2 separate regions of the Mus musculus genome follow, and region 1 is linked to region 2. A link is a contact called in public Hi-C data. All regions are on one chromosome and are shown on one strand. The core of a region is the stretch at or near the end of the contact, and the rest is flanking DNA. Distances in the headings are between cores, read along the strand shown. Region 1 overlaps Gm32269 (a long non-coding RNA gene). Region 2 overlaps Gm32121 (a long non-coding RNA gene).

The links. A called contact is a pair of places that touch in the nucleus more often than the background predicts.
Region 1: a Hi-C map of cortical neurons shows a contact between it and region 2, with 2.4 times the contacts expected there. The contact joins two enhancer-like sites. A contact is called at or near these places in 1 of 15 datasets of contacts at CTCF or cohesin (pro-B cells), 9 of 484 Hi-C or Micro-C datasets (the AML12 cell line, CD8 T cells, Th2 cells and 5 more) and 3 of 115 datasets of contacts at active chromatin or transcription factors (SST interneurons, VIP interneurons and large pre-B cells).

The regions. Positions count from the first base shown.
Region 1 is chr14:17,627,985-17,630,688 of GRCm38.p6, reverse strand. The region is part of intron 1 of Gm32269 (a long non-coding RNA gene); the gene reads left to right. Among named protein-coding and RNA genes, the nearest start is that of Gm32269, 3.3 kb to the left of the region's middle. Within about 2 kb of position 1,393, at least 5 of the 459 cell types and tissues checked have an H3K27ac peak or open chromatin away from gene starts, as enhancers often do. A contact at or near this core is called in cortical neurons, where this site is marked.
Region 2 is chr14:17,401,549-17,404,248 of GRCm38.p6, reverse strand. The region is part of intron 1 of Gm32121 (a long non-coding RNA gene); the gene reads left to right. Among named protein-coding and RNA genes, the nearest start is that of Gm32121, 4.9 kb to the left of the region's middle. Within about 2 kb of position 1,333, at least 15 of the 459 cell types and tissues checked have an H3K27ac peak or open chromatin away from gene starts, as enhancers often do. A contact at or near this core is called in cortical neurons, where this site is marked.

The DNA of each region.
Region 1 (2,704 bases), core at 144-2,643, 230 kb before region 2:
GAACATAGTGGAGATCAATGGAATAGAATCGAAGACCCAGAAATTAACCGACATACCTATTGACATTTGATCTTTGACAAAGAAGCCAAAACTGTACAGTGGAAAAAAGAAAACATCTTCAACTAATGGTGCTGATCTAACTGGCAGTCTGTATGTAGGAGTATGACAATAGATCTATATTTATCACCCTGCACAAAGCTCATGTCCAAGTGGATCAAGAACCTCAAAATAAAACCAGAAACACTGAACTCAATAGGAGAGGAAGTGGGAAATAGCCTGGATAGCATTGGCATAGGGAACATTTCCTGAATAAAACACCAATGGCTTAGGCTCTAAGAGCAACAATTGATAAATGGGACCTCTAGAAACTGGATAGTTTCTGTAAGGAAAAGACGCTTTCAATAGGGCAAAACATCAACCTATAAACTGGAAAAAGATCTTCACTAATCCTATATCCATTAAAAAGGGCTAATCTCCAAAATATATGAAGAACTTAAGAAGTTAGACTACAAAACAAAACAAAACAAAACAAAAAACCAAAAAAACAAATAACTCAATTTAAAAATGGAGTACAGAGCTAAAAAGATAATTCTCATCAGAAGAACCTCCAATGGCTGAGAAGCCTTAAAGAAATGTTCAAAGTCCTTAGTCATCAGAGAAATACAAATCAAAACAACTGAGATTTCACCTAACACCAATCAGAAGAGTTAAGATCAAAAACTCAAATGACAGCACATTCTGGCCAGGATGTAGAGAAAGAAGGTCGCTCCTCCATTGCAACTACTCTTAAAATCAATCTAGTGGTTTATCAATTAGTTCTACCTGAAGAACCAGCTATACTACTCCTGGGCTTATACCTAAAAGTTGGTCCACCATACCATAAGATCACATGCTCCACTAAGTTCATAGCAGCCTTATTCCAATAGCAAGACAGTCTTATTCCATCCTATAGTCTGGGCTTATGTAACCTAGATGGCCTTGAATTGCTGACACATCTGCTTCCCCTTCAACCCCGCACATGGTGGGCTCCTACACCTCTCTCCCTGTCTGATATGCCTGGATTCCCTTTGCCCCTTGCCTGATGTGAAGGCAGTACCTCTTCCTGCAGACTGCAGTTAACACCTTCTGCAACTGTAGCAAGAAGCCAGAGGAAGCAGCTGCTGGATTCCTGGACTGAGATTCTCAAGCTTCTCTTTCCATTTCGCTCTCATTAGCACACAACTGTTAAAAGTTGGCCTGGGCACAGCGATACTTTCACACATCCATGTGAAAATCCATGCTAATCTCTTCTGCAGGATGCAATTCAATTGAATGACATTCTAATAAAATACTGGCGAGGACACAATCGCAGCTTCTCTGCAATGCATAATTAAAATAGCACCACGTTGCTGCTTACTGCTTCAGATAATGACTTCCTACAGACTGAGGTTATGAAATTTCAGGGGTTCATTCCTGTGTGTTAAAAGAACATTTTAAAGCTTCTCTCTCTGTCTCTGCCTCTCTCTCTCTCTCTCTCTCTCTGTCTCTCTGTCTTTCTTTCTCTCTCTCAAAAAGTTGTCTGTGGTTTTAATTTGTTACCACGAGGAAAAGCTTAGGTTTGTTTCCAGATTGGATTGGTGTAAGTACTGATTCTCAATTCACTTTCAAATATGCATTTTGTTGTGGTAGCTGACCAAATCCTCTCTGCCATTTTTAAATGATTGGTTCAGATCACTGCTTTGAAGACAATTTGAACCTACCTTACATGTCATTGGAGTATTGTCAGTGTGAAGGAGGGGTTTAATTGATAAGTATCTGTTCATGTATGTTTGTGAGTTATTCATGTACCTCTGTGTGAAGGAGTATGAACACCAGAAGTTAGCATAAGTGTGTGTGTGTGTGTGTGTGTGTGTGTGTGTGTGTGATGTACATTTGCATGTAGAGCCCAGGGGTAAATGCCAGGTGTTTCATTCAGTCACTCTCCACTTTACTATCTTTGAGAGAGGGTCTCTCACTGAACCTAGGGCTTGTTGCATTGACAGGTAAGCTTGCTCAGGATCATCTTGTCTGCATTCCCATTCTCCCAGTGCTAGGCTGAGCCACCCTGGTCCTCCTACTTGGATAACAAGCATTTTACCTAATGGTCCACATCCTAAGAACCTGCAACTTTTTGTTGAAAAGGCACAAGGCCAAAGCATCAACTTTGGGCAGTGGAACTCAGTAATAATGTTGTCTTGGTTGCAGTGTGTTATTCTGATGAAACACATTGCATCAGCAGTCTTGCCTCTGGACCACCATGTAAAGTCAGGTGTTCCATGGAGATGCTGTTCATTTTGGCTTCCATTGTTTCACTGAAAGCTCATGGTTGCTAAGTGATTACACATGAACCTGTGGTCTCAGTGGAAAATACCTTACCTTTGGCAGTGTTGGTTTCATGACCAAAAAGACATAAGAGGGAAGTAGAGTCCTTCATGGGTTCAAGGCTCCTATGTGTCCCAGGTAAAGCTTGGGTAATTGGCTCCATCCCCATTCTCCACTGTGATGAGGCCTTTAGATGTACTCTCTTGGAACACATATCTTGATCCAGCCTGTTCTTTATAGTAACAGGCTTTGCTTTAGGATGAGGCCCAAGTCGTGGAACACCTTAGGAAGTGGGTGGAGTTTACCCATTCTTTACTGGTGCTCAAGGCACCCAATAGCCACCAGCTCACAAGAACCCTAAGCT
Region 2 (2,700 bases), core at 84-2,583:
ATGAGTCACCCTGCTGATGTTGAAAGCTTTTGAGAGTCAGCATAATTAGAAGCACCTAGTGAGGATATAAGCTTCACAGTCAGACATGGCTCATAAGCAATAGGCAGGGGTATCTAGGATCAGTGACTTGGCAGCAAAGTACAGAAATGGTTGAGACTTTGAAGGAATATATTGGTTTTCCAGAGTGAGGAGAAAACTGAAGAGCTGAACTTGAAATTATAAATTGGCAGCATAATAAAGTACTCAGAGACTTTTAGATGACTACTCATCTTCTCTTTTGTAAGACTATTTTTGTGCCCAGTGTCCATGAATGTTTTGAAAGACCCTGTTCTGGGGTTGTTAGGTGGCTCAGTGGTTAAGAGCCCTTGCTGTTTTTGCAGAAGACCAGGGTCAATTTCCAGCATCCACAACAGCTGCAATACCTGCAACTCCAGCTCCAAAGGATCTGATGCCATCTTTTGGACTCCCTAGGCACCTGCTACCATGTACACATATGCCTACACTACACTTCATTATACTACACTACACTACACACACACACACATTTCAAATCAAATTTTAAAAGTCTTTTAAAGGTCCTACTCATAGCATGCTGAACGTATTAGCCTCATTTTATAAGATATAAAATCTGAAGCATAGAGGACTTGAAATCACTTACTTTAACTCACACAACTAAGCACTGGGCAAAAAAGTATTTGAATTCAGAGATTCAAGAACTATGTGTCCAAGTGGGACAGTACAACAACACAGTGCAGCATGATGTTATTTATTGATTTCACACATGTGTGCCCCACACACATTTGGATTCATTATAGAATTGCAGTTACAAGGTGTTTCAAATGATCTCTAGGAATCTGTGGCTCATTAAGTTCTTTGGCCTGTGGCCACTGAGTGCAGCAGCCATGAGGAGGGAGGCACAATTAGTGCCCCTTGCCACATCCGGGTGCTCTGGTGTCACTGGAGTTGGCATTGAGGCAAATGTACATCCCAGCTCTGAAGCTCATTCTTGGATGGTGTCACTGGCCTTGTGTTCTAGGCCCCGGTTCTGTTCAAGAAGCAGCCTCTGCTCAAGTACTAAGCAGGAGCTGATCGCTGGTTTTTATGAAGAAAGAGCCTGGGAGCTGTGATCCTGAGAGCATCTCTCCCACGTTCCTTCTGTACAGAAGGGAGACCAGGTCCTATGAGCAGTGAATAAGGCCTGCTGACACTGCCATATGTCATGTGACAGAGAGCAGATGTGTGAAAGTCCACTGCAGGGGTATGCACTAACCTGCATGGTGAAAAAGGAGAGGACCCTGATGGGGGTAGCTTAGCAGGCATACATTCCGAGCAACCTCAGGCTTAGATTCCTTCTCCTCGCCTGCCCTCTAGTGGTACTTCTGAATACACAGTCTGTTGTCAAAGCCCAGCAGACATTTCCACAAACTTAGTTTTGAGGTCACTGTTGATTGCCCTGACGTTTTCTGGGTGATTAAGTATATTTTATTTGTTGTGTAGAAGAGAAAAATGGGCTTGCAATTCTTTTCTGACCAAAGTATTTCATTTCTGCTCAATAAATCATTTCTTAAACTTAATTATGAGATGCTTAATAGTACCACTTTGGAATACAGACAGTTATAAATTTTTTTATCTAGAACGGAAAATCAGAACAAGCAATAACGTGGATATTATTTTAAAATACAAGTCATTAGTTGCTTTGGTAGAAAATGCTAAAAAAGGAAACAAAACAAAAGAAAACAAACAAACACAAAGATTGGGATTTGGAAACGTCTTGAACTGACCTCAGAAGGTGGGGACTCGGGCAGGTTGGCTTCTATTCTCAGGTAGCACAGAGTGGTGTTTGGAATTAATGAACTCCAGCAGTAATGAAGGAAGTGCTGCTTTTTGCTACATCATTTCTGTGACCATGAGCTTTCCTGCTTTCCTGTGCATCATGAGTTTGTATAAAATCACTGTGGCTTCTCTACAGAATCAAGCAAGCATGGCTCATACTCTTCCTTAGCTTCCTGCTTCCCTAATACACACTGTATCTACTGGGCTAACAAGGGCTCATTTCTCCTCTAAAACTCTAATCTGGCAAACATTTGCCCTGATGAGTGAAGCATTCCACTATGTAAAAGTCAAACACAAAATTACAAGCAACAAAATGACACTTCAAATCAACATAATGCATCTTCAAGCCCCACTGATAATTACAAATTAAAACAGAATAGAAAGTTACATTTATTTGTTGGCAAGGTTAACTGAGTATTCAAATGCCAATATGCCATTAGTGTTTCTTGTCAACACAAAGGATAACTGAGCATAGTTGCTTGATTAAGCAATGTGTACTAAATGCTTAAACCTCTCAGTTGAAAAGTGATTTTTAAATATTGCTTATGCTACTCACAAATGTAGTTGAAATTCTTGAAAATCACTAGTAGGTTAGAGAAACAATTTGATGCTTTGATTCAACAGGCAGTGAACACTTATTGCAGGACACATGATTTGGCCTTATCTGGACTGCTGTGCTCACTTTCCAGCCCTGTATGTAAGATGTTTAGGAGCAGGGTGAAAAACAATGAAGTATCATGAGGTTCCTTGTAAAATTGGATCAATCAGACGGTGTGTTGCTTTGCTGGTTACCATGGATTTTCCCAATGCTCTATTCCAGAAATTTGTGGCTTCTTTAGCAGAAAAAGCTGAGAGGAAGCTGCCTGT